2 separate regions of the Mus musculus genome follow, and region 1 is linked to region 2. Evidence: chromatin contacts called from public promoter capture Hi-C data. All regions are on one chromosome and are shown on one strand. The core of a region is the stretch at or near the end of the contact, and the rest is flanking DNA. Distances in the headings are between cores, read along the strand shown.

Region 1 (5,378 bases), core at 2,112-4,611, 77 kb after region 2:
CCCATTCACACATGGCATCTTGCTAGAAATAGCAAGAGTGGAGCAAAGAGCAATGGATTGAAAGTGAGGGCAATCCATACCCCAAGCCCGATTTAACCCGCCAGCTGGCCGGAGTCACTGCCTGACCTCAGGCTACTCTGTGGTCTCCAAGAAAATGGGAAACAAATACTAACCTTCGCTTCTCTCATAGCCTTAGTATGAGCACAGAACACAAGTAGTATGCTACCACCTGCAAGACGCAGGGAAAGATGTAACCGGGCTCTCCAGTCACAACTGTGTTCACTAATTTGTGAGCTCTTTGAGGGCAAAAGCCAGGCCACTAGGGTCTTAGAAACCTACTTTTCCGGGTACAGAGTGAGTACCTGCTAGAGACTGGACAGCAACCGTTGTCATTCCCGCCCCTCCCCCCCCCCGCCCACACACTCCACACATCCACAAGTGTGCTCTTGGTACCCCTAAGATGTGCAGGCAATGCAACCCCCTCAATACCCCACTTTGGAAGCACCACTTTGCTCTTAGCTTATTCCAAAAACAGCCTGCCCGTTCCTGGAGGAAAACCAAGCAGTAGTCACGAGGCCTGTATGCCTCACTGGGCACGTTTGACCAAGTCTGGGTTGCATCCTTTCTCCAAGGAAGTTGCTGAGAGCTGAACCTTCCCATGTTCCGCTTTGATTCATTGTCATCTAAGGGGTCTAAGACCAGCTGGGTTCTCTCTCTCTCTCTCTCTCTCTCTCTCTCTCTCTCTCTCTCTCTCTCTCTCTCTCTCTCTTCCTCCCTCCCTCCCTCCCCACTCCGTCGTCCTCCCCCCCCCCCTCCGCCCCTGCCACCACCGCTTCTACTGCTGTTTTCATTGATGCCTTGAGCAGAGCTGGCATGTGCGACTGCTGAGAAGGGGGAGCTCAGAGCAGCGGGGGAAGCGAGTAAAAATAGCCTGTCGCGCGTCGCTCTGCCTGCTCCGGACGCCTTTAACCCTCACCGAGGTGGAGAGAGCCGCAGCCGCCACTGCACACTGCGGAACGTGGCCCGGGTCTGCACTAGACCCCACACGCCAGTCCGGGTGATTGTGGACGAGGACCCACGAAAACTTTTTTTATTTTTATTTTCTATTTTTTTTTAAGACAAGTGAAGATGAGGTGGGATAGGGAAAAAGCAGGGAAGAGCTATAGCTACTGGGTTGCAGGGACTGCTACAAGCTGGCTGGCCCAACACTTCACCAGTGCGCGGCCTTGAGACTCCAAGCTATTTTTAGAAACCTGTTCCGCGGGTGGGCGATCAGAGGGCGGAGGGGGAGGGGAATGCTGAGCGTCTGGTGCTATTACTCGGTTTCAAAGACTCTGCTCCCAGGTTGGGGTGGGGAAGAGGATGGTCCAAGGAACGACATGCAGAATGGCTTTGCCCTAACTCAAGGAGAAGACATTAACTGCTGTATGCCCCTCATCTTCCAGCCCCAGATCGTGTTTGTTTCAAAATCGACAGTTGCCAGAAGCATGCTGCCTCTAGTGTCCAAGGAATGGGTATTCTTAAGCTTTGCTGCCTATACCGTGAGGCGGGGAATGAGTTGTGACCTCTAGGAAAGAAGGCCGGGAAAGGTCTTCACGTTGTTTTTGCTTTCCCGCAAGGCCTGGACAGTCTCCGCGCCACACCCCCATCTCAGCCCCACGCTGCATATGGGTTACCGTATGTGAAATGTACGGCAGCCCCACCAGACACTGGGCTATTAATAGAGCCCCGGAGTTTGCTCTGTGTCTTTTTCCTGCCACCGAATAAGGGATGATCACACACACGCCCCACTCCACCCCCACCTCGGCGCACAGTTCCTCTGTGAAGGTAAGGGGGCTGCCCATGCCGATCCCCTCCATGACTACAGGTGCCCAAAACCAGGGAAAAATCCCATTGTGATGACAGCTGGGTCAGAGCGAGGCGAAAGAACACACTTGCTCGGGACGCAAAGACCCGCTGGGCTCTCTGCAGCTCAAGGCCAACTCCGGAGTAGAGAAAGGGCAGATACGGGGCGGCCGTAAGGACTGCCGAAGACGGAGGGCAAGAGTATCATTTGCGGAGCTAGAGCGGCCTCCTTAAAAGCTGCTGCGGGACAAGTGGCCGCAGACCGGTTTCGCGCTGCAGCCCAGGGCGCACAACCCCCGCTGCTTGTGCGGGCTAAGCTGCGGCAGGCGCGGGCGCTGTCCCTGGTGCTGAATGGGGCCGCGGTCGGTGCGCCCTCCCAGGGTTCCGCTCTCCCTCGGCGCCTTAAGCACCCTAGGACTGCAGACCTCCGGCCCAGCTGTGGACTGGGGACTGCGGGGGAGGTCAGGTGCAGGTGCTTAGTACTGCCACCAGGTCGGCCCCCTAAGGCCGGGAGCTCTCCGCGGTGTTGCAGGGACCCATAGCTTGGGGACCACCTCGAGCTTGAAGGGTAAAGCCCAGGTAGCGGTGGGAGATAATCGGTGCACTGCAGGGAGCAAACCTGGCCCTAATATAACCCACTCCAGCTCTTCGTAAAGCCGGGATCCGGGATCACTATCGGAATCCTGTGCACAGGGGCAGGGGAGCCGGGCTGCCCAAGGTTTGGGACTTAGGGGAACAGGAAGGGAGCAGAGGGTGGCAGGAGAGGGTGATGGGGCTGAAAATTTAGATTTTCAAGGGGGAAAGGAACTGAGACGTGCACCGTCGCCCCCCACACACACTCCTACACTTCTCTCTCTCTCTCTCTCTCTCTCTCTCTCTCTCTCTCTCTCTCTCTCTCTCTCGGCAGGGACAAGCGGGATGGGGAAAGTTTGGCACCACGGCGTTGGTGGTGGCAGCAAGCAGCGGCGGCACACAGGGGTCCCAGTGGGAGGCAGGGTCGCTGAAAACCCCGGCCCGGTCGCCTCCTTACCTCGGTGCTTTCGACTGCATTCTCCGCCATTTTCCTCCGGAGGAGCAGGCAGCGGGAGGAGTGTTTCATGCCCATAAGAGCCAACAAGGGTTTGGGGATTCGAGATAGTAAAGAACGAGAGACGGCTGATGTGGCTTTAAAAGAGAGCCTAAGAATGCAAGAGGAGGGGGGAAAAAATCCCAGCCAGCCCCTCTCCCGGAGCGTCCTCCGCGACAATCGAGCTCTGTGGAGTCCCTCCTGCGGTCGCCACTTTGTTCACGTTTCCTCGCTCTTCATCTGCCTCGCATCCCTTCGCACACTTGCAAGTTCTGGTCGCGCTCACGACCCCCTCCGCGCCCCTCTCCCCTGCGCGGCGGGCTGGGCGGGAGGGAGGGAGGCGGCCCCGCGGGCTCGCCGGCAGAGGCAGCGGCTCCGAAGTCCGGCAGGCGGGAGGCGGACGGCAACTCTCCCAACTTCTGCCGATCGCTGGGCGAAGCAACACGCGTCCTGCTCGGCGCTCCCGGGGGCTGAGCCGGTGAGTGGGGGCGGGGTGGGAGGTGCGCGGGAGCGAGCGGGTGGCGGGGCGCTGACGGCGGAGACCCCCAGCCCGCCCCCGTGCCCGGGACCGCGGGGTCTGGGGGCCGCCTGCGCTCCGCTGCGCTCCTGGCGCGGCGCACACCTGGCGCGGGGGCTAGGGCTGCGCGCACGCTGCGGGGCCGCGCGCCAGGCTCCGGGAAGCAGGCGTCCACGAGGCTGCTGGAGGGTCTCAGCCCAGTGCAAGTCCTTCTAACGAGGGCAAGCACCGGACAAGACTCAGCCACGGTTACCAAATGTCTACGCCCCTCACCCCTCCCCAGCCCCCCCACCCGGTCGATTCCTGGATCCTTCCTGCGCGGATTACTGTTTGGGGCATGAACAGGGTGGGTGTCTGGATGGGAGGGGGAAGTCCTCAACTCCTTCAACTCTAGGTCCTCTCTATCTAGCTTTTCTTCACCCTCAGGACCCAAGACCAGAAGGCCTTCAAACCCCTCTCAGGAGGACCGGGTTGAAGTGAAGGTGGCTGCCTGAGGTGGCTTGGGAAAACAACCAGGAACAAATCAATAAAAGGGTCCGCGGTCTAGCTCCCCTACCCCTGTCTAGCCTGTCAGCCCCCACTCCCGGGGGGACACACATCTCTCCCCCTCCCCTACAGCCCCTCCCCCACCTTCACCCTCTCCTGACGTCCCTTTTATGGGAGAGAGCCGTGAGGATGTCACGTACCCATTAGGATTCTCTCGATCCTTTTTTAAGGGAGAGTTTGGGCGGCAGCGGGGGGTGTGAATTTTTATACAATGCATTCCTGTCTTCACTTTGAGAGCTTTTTTTCTCTCTTTCGGGCCATCTGTCAGGCATTGAGGGATAGAACAATGGGGGAGGGAGGCCATACTCAGGACTCTGTAGCTGGCTATCTCCGGGAAAGCTGAACCTTCAGGCTTTCTGGCCCACAGGTCAAGGTCAGGGACCGCACAGATGTGCCAGGAGCTTTCTTCCCGCTTCATCTCAGTCCTTAGTTGAGTTATTTAAACCAATCGCCCTGTTTAGTCTGATCATAGCCTTTGATAGCCAAGAAGTGTAAGAGTGACTGTCCTCAACTAACCCAGGTTCATTGAGGAAAAGGGCCAAAACCCAGCTCGGCTCACGGTGATAGATACTTCTATCAGACCAAGATCCTCAGGCAAAGAGAAGAGACATGGCCGTGAGCAGAGGTGAGGAGTAAAAAACGGGAAGAGGAGGGAGATGAGAAGGATTAAAGAAAATATAGCAAGAAGCTTGGGTTAACCGCACTGATAATCCCAAAACAAGAGTAAATTCCCCTCAACCTTCTCAAACCACAGACCTGAATTCGAGTTGGGCATGAATGAGCAGTCTTTGGCAATGCCTGATCCTTCTTCACTCCCATCCTGCCATCCTGCCATCCTGCCACACACAGTATGGAGGAGGGGACATAACTGCATCTAAAAAATGACTTTTACCTCCTGCTTTTCTTCCCCTACTCGTCTTCTCTCAGATAAGGCTCTGAGATGCTGGATCAAAAGAGGCTTAGTACGTATGCAATCAAATAAGACTAGAATAGCAAGATTCCCCACCCACACGTTGGTCCAGTCCTCTTACAGGTAAGGACTCCGGATGAAAGAGAAGGGGGCAATTGTCTAAGGTCCCTCGACAAGCTGCAGGAGCTTCAGTAAACCAGCTCCCCAGCCTCTTGACTTCCAACCCAACCCTGTCCCCACCCCACACTCCTTCTGCTTGTTCATCCATTCTGTGACTAACAGGGGAGGAGGGGAGCTGAAACAGGCTCCCACCGAAATAGGCTGCTGTTGTGCGTGATTATGTTGCTATGAGAACCTCAGTGGGGGTGTTTCCTCAGTTCTCTGTTGAAATCTTTTTACTGTGCTTGGCTTCTCCCCAAGTACAGACACAGCTCCTGTTGGAATGGGAAAGGGACATGGAGAGCTGTGTTTTTACAGCAAGAGTTTGCTATGCC
Region 2 (5,399 bases), core at 2,681-5,180:
TTTGCTCCTCAACACTTGGAATGTCTCTCCTATGAGAGACTACAAAGGTGAGACTAACATTCCAGAGGCCAAAGAATAACCTAGAAACAAAGACCAAGCACTCTACCAAGTCTATCAAAGCACATCTTTCTATCTTGTGGAAATACTGTTTCCATATGCAGAGCAGGCCTGAAGCTTCTCGGTACATGTTCAGACTGTAAGAGGCTTCCAGGCTACATGAAAGCACTATTGGTCACTTTCTAACCCCCCTCCCAGCACCCTCAACTCCACAGCTCCAGGACCCACTTGACTCCTCAGGGCAGGACCTAGGTATCTACAGAAAGGTGTGTTCAGGCTAAGAAAATTATCAGCTGCTCCTTCAGTGAACAAATATAAACACTAGTAGGACCTATGCCCCATGATTTTCTGTCCTACTGTGGCCTCTTACTACCCACCGTCCCCCTCCACCCACCCTTACCCTCTAGAGCATGAGGGAAAGAAAGAGGTACTCATTGCTTCTTTCTCATGTGTGTTTATTGAGCGCCGACAGAGCCCGTGGTACTGTGCTCAGGATTCAGAGCCACAGTCTAGTCAGAACGAGACCAGAGCTAGTCCACAGAATGTTTCATAGCTGTGTAACATCTGTTACGGGATCAGGATGGGGAAAACTAATCACGAAACAAATTCCTATTCAAAAGCAACAGAACCTCCTCTGAGAGTAATATAGATTCTAGGCACACATACTCACCACACACACACACACACACACACACACACACACACACCCTCAGAATGAACACCCAACTATGCCCACTTAGTTGTATATGCATGCATATACAGATGTTGGTGGGCAAGTAAATTAATATATATGCTGTACACACACACACTGGCACACGCACACACATACACTCTCACACAAACCACCACACAGACAGAAAATCTGGCTTATGCTATCAAAGACACTATGTCTCCAGGTTCTAGCGGAAGTAACCTGTCCTAGATGTCTGCAGCATGCAAAACTTGAAAGATCCAGAGAGTCAGTTTAGGAGAACAATGGGGGCACATGGGTATGCTTCCATCCTCAGAGCCCCAGCCATAGCACGGAAGGCAACAACAAAGCCTTTGTGAAGGGCTCCAGGGGCAGAGCAGAGGACCTGGAGGCTCCCTGTGATGGCGGGGGCCCAGGAGAGCCCTGGGCAAGTTCGCCAATCTTCAAGGCAGAGTGGAAAGCTCTGGTTGGTGTGGTCCTCCTAACAGTATTCCTTGGGGCAGCGTGGCAGACTGAAGTGAGTGCCTCTTCTTGCTCGCTCTCCGCAGCTTCCCACGTATGCTAACGCATTTTGTAGTCATTAGATACAGATGTTTCACACAGCTGTCCCTTAAAATCCAAGTCTACTGTGAAATCGAGGTCTCGCTATGAGGAAAGAGCAAAGGGTCACAGAATGAGTCTGGGTAGGAGATTGTAGCCCTTCCCAGGCACAGAACTTCTCATGGTGCCATGGGGATAGGTAGCCACGGGAGTTCTAGCTAGGGGGACTCCAAGACCAGTCCTCAGGAAACCATTCTGGTACCCCATTATCCTCACAGAAAGGGCTCTGATAGCTAACCTAAGCCTTCCTGTCCTCACATGAAAGCAGTCCTGGCTTTTATCCAGGCAGTAACTGAGGTCGGTGGGTCTTCCTTGATATTACCCTCAACCACCCTGCAGACCTTCAGCATCTGTGCAGAAACAGGGGCATCTCAGAAAGGTCCCACCAGGTCAGCTGGAGAAATAAACCAGACACTTGCTTTTCCTGGCTCAACTCACCCTAAATGAAGCAGAACCCATTTATACAACATCCATTCTCAAAGGCTCTCCTGGGAGCTTCCAGGAGCTGTCCTCAAGGTTGAGGTCGGAGTCTAGGAAGCCTCTAGCCATTGGAGTTTGGAAGAGTCAAAGTTGAAGTCACCCAATTAGGCCTTGGTCACCTGCAAACACAGCTGCTGTCTGCCTCCCCTAGAAGTTGGTCCATTTGTACACACGGCATTAGACTAGGTGGGTGACTTCTGAGAGCTCCCTAAGAGTCAACTCTGTGTTTCCCTTGGCCCTGGCCATGCAGGGATTCCTAGACTCACCACATTTTTGGCATTTGGCTTCATGGATATGGTCCCGTAGATTTCCTCCCCTCTCCGGACAGTGAGGTAGTCTTCTAAGTAGAAGACAGTCTGCTTCCAGTGGGTGTAGGGGGCATCAGGGGCTGGAGGTGGATGAGAGAGAGGGAGAGAGAGAGAGAGAGAGAGAGAGAGAGAGACAGAGAGACAGAGAGACAGAGAGACAGAGAGACAGAGACAGAGACAGACAGAGACAGACAGAGACAGAGAGACAGAGATGAACAAGAGTCAGTTGAAGCCAAGAACCTAGGCCTCTGATTTCTGCTCACATCCCAACACTCAGGGCTCAGGTCCAAGACCCAGAATTCTCGACTCAGCCCAATGTCTGACCTCCCATCCCAACCCTAGTCCGACAGACAGAACTCGTGATCTTACTGAGGGGTCAGAGAAGAGACAGCTGGTATTCTTGAAGCTCCCTCAACAACTAACCTCATTAGCATAAGCAAACCTCCTCCCTGTGCTCCTGTGTTAGTAGAGAATCAGAGTGTGAGATGTACAGAGCAGGCCATCCTGTCTCCATCATTTTAGACTTATGACATCATTGGTGCTAACTCTACAGCTCAGCCCGTTTCCCAGCTTTACTGACACTCCCTTTCTTACCCTTCCCTCCTTCAGATAGCCTCCCTTGCCTGTGAGCTTGCCCTGTGTGGTACCCAGCACCTTGATCCAGTCCTGGTATAAGATTCCAGCCCTGCCTTCCCAACAGTACCAGAAAGAAATGGGAGCAGGGGAAGTCTTACTTCAGAGATCACCCCTCCTGCATAATTCAAGACCATTATGATGTGCGCACCTCTGTGTTATTTATCACTAAATTCCATGTAGTTTCCAGCTAACTGGGAGGGTCCTGTGTCCTGGGATGTAGCCCTTCTCTCGGGCAGTGACTGCCTGAAGAGTACTCTTCCTTTCCTACTCACAACATCCTCTTCCTTCAAGGCCAGCCTTCCTGGACCACTCCAACCTAAATCCAGCACTCCAAGGACATCCAGAATTGATGTCATCACAATGTCTGGTCAGCTTCAGAGTAAAGGTCTTCCTCTCAATTGTTTGCATCCTCTGTAGGCTCCTAGAGAGTGGGGCCAGGCCAGCCTTGCTTAGCACTGCTAAGCTCTCTCCACGTTAAATCTAGAAGCACTGAGCCTAGTGGCAAGTGGACAGTGTCAAGAGCCCAAAGCTCAGTACCCCATGATGTGTGATGTGCCCAAAGATGCTCAACTGAAACCTGTGGGCTGCAGAAGCCTCACTTTATAGTGAACTCCTCTTGGCTTAGACCGTTGTCTTCCCCCAGTGGACTTTTCTTCTTGCTTAAAACCAACATGAACAGCAACAGGAGTTGGGAAGGACAGGGGTGCCCTTCAGGCACATCAGAGACTGTTGCATAGGAGATTTATATGTGCCTTAGACGTGGCTTTGGGAATTACTAGGACCCAGAAGTCCGAGTGCAGGAAGAACTGGGGCTGCCTCACAGTCGTAGGAACTGAATTACTGGCTCCTTCCCAGGTGTTGAGGACACCACTGAAAATAAGTTCAACTGTCATGCGTCAAGTCAGTTGGGGTGACCTCAGAGATCTTTCAAAAACCCCAAGATCTATTTTAATGACAGCAAAGAGGCCTTTCCCCCTCCCCCGCCCCTTGTTGTTTGCAATGAGCTAGCTTGATCAAATGTCAGTGGTCAGAGAGAGGCTAGAGCAGACTTCAGTGTGTGCATTTGGGAATCAATGAAAACTCAAGGTCACAGGACAGAGCATCTGGAGGGGGAGTGGAGGGATGAGATGCCACACACAGCTTGTGCTTTGCAGAGGCTTGGGCCTCAAGCCCACCTAGCACCCAGCCTGCAAGGCGTGTGCTGCTGACGGCAGACCACCTGCTCTCAGCACGCCTGCTGCCAATTACCTCTAAATAAACTGTCAAAAGACAAGTTCTGGCTGTGAGTGCGGGAATGCGGAGTGTGACTGACAGCATCCTCGCCCCCATCTCCACCTCCGCCCACTCAGGCAGGTGTCTCTCCTGTTCCTAAAGACCTTCAGTGAAGGGGAGTCAAACTGCCTTCTCTCTCATCCAATAAGAAACCTTCCAGCTTCATTGGCTTAGATCTGCTGGCCAGCGAGGCCAGTCTGCCTCCAGTGAGTGGCCCCAAAGCATACATGCCATCCCTGGGTAGCAGAAACATTGTTTCAAAAGATTAAGAACCTCCTCCAAGCATATCATTTTCATAGTGGAGCCAGTGGCCACAGTTTGTCTCAGGGTTTCTCTTCTGAGTTTTCCACCGTGTCCCATAGAAACAGAAGAATTTAAAGGCTTGCATCCTATCTCTATCATTTGTAGATTTATGGCATGATATTTATCCCCTGTGGTGTCGTATGGGTAAGATAGCCAGTGAAGAGTGACCATATATCCCTCTATGCTTGTGGACATGGTTCCTCTCTGTTCGTGCAGTACTGTAATTCCTAGATCTCCTAGATCCACTTTGCATTTTTAATTCAATAATTCAGGGAAGGTGGGACACACAGGGGACAGATATGGCAAGACAGAATACCTGCCCCCGTAGCTAAAATGGCTGTCTTCTTTTGTGGGAAGAACAAAAGGGCCTGGTCCTAGAGTCTTCCTTGCCGCAGGTTTGTACTCTGACCCTGAAACTCCCGTGCCACCAGGAGTCAGCTAGCAATGCTGGAAGCCTCCTCAGCATGAAGGATAAGCAAGCCTCCTCCATATGCTCCTGTGTTAGTACAGTAAAGACTGGGAATGTGGGATACATAGAGCAGACAGACCATCCTGTCTCCATCATTTGTAGACTTAAGACATGATATTGGAGATGGTGAAGAGGGACTAGACATCCCTCTGTGCCTGCGGACATGGCTCCTGTCTGTTTATGAAGCACAGTCATCCCTAGATCTCCCCTTGGCTTGCCAAAACATCCCTCATTGAAAGCTGAATCATAGGGACACTCCACTTACAACCTATTAGTTATAACAAAGCCACACTAGGGACCTGCTAAGCCATGGCAGCTGGTGGTGCATTATCACATGAAGCGTCCGTCCGGAGGGATGCCCTCAAAGACACACTGCCTGACTCTGGTGCCCTGGAACATGCAGGTTATAACTGGAATGCTGCAGTATGCAGGGTGGCACTCATGTTGTGCCGTGAAGATGAGGCTATGCACAATGGCTCTAGCTCTCTTTATTGGTGATTAAGCTTTCCTCCCTCCCCAGCCCAAACCCACAATCCAGGATGGCACAGCTTTGAGTCATTATGAGGACGAGTTCCTCTCGGGA

What was found. Promoter capture Hi-C pulls out the DNA fragments that hold promoters and counts their contacts.
Region 1: a contact with region 2 is called in a promoter capture Hi-C map of hippocampal neurons, with 6 times the contacts expected there. The contact joins the promoter of Prmt8 here to the enhancer-like site in region 2. A contact is called at or near these places in 3 of 39 promoter capture datasets (cranial neural crest, hippocampal neurons and second pharyngeal arch cranial neural crest), 4 of 484 Hi-C or Micro-C datasets (cerebellar granule neurons, cerebral cortex and embryonic stem cells), 12 of 115 datasets of contacts at active chromatin or transcription factors (VIP interneurons, craniofacial prominence, differentiating embryonic stem cells and 7 more) and 2 of 9 other capture datasets (adipose tissue and liver).

The regions. Positions count from the first base shown.
Region 1 is chr6:127,765,798-127,771,175 of GRCm38.p6, forward strand. It overlaps Prmt8 (protein arginine N-methyltransferase 8), which reads right to left and starts at 3,362. Exons shown (of 10, transcript NM_201371.2): 1 at 2,876-3,362. The coding sequence starts at 2,950.
Region 2 is chr6:127,688,516-127,693,914 of GRCm38.p6, forward strand. Prmt8 (protein arginine N-methyltransferase 8) reads right to left here. Exons shown (of 10, transcript NM_201371.2): 9 at 2,095-2,216; 10 at 494-1,393. The coding sequence ends at 1,310. Among named protein-coding and RNA genes, the nearest start is that of Gm38900, 35 kb to the right of the region's middle. Within about 2 kb of position 3,931, at least 12 of the 459 cell types and tissues checked have an H3K27ac peak or open chromatin away from gene starts, as enhancers often do. A contact at or near this core is called in VIP interneurons, cerebral cortex and hippocampal neurons, where this site is marked.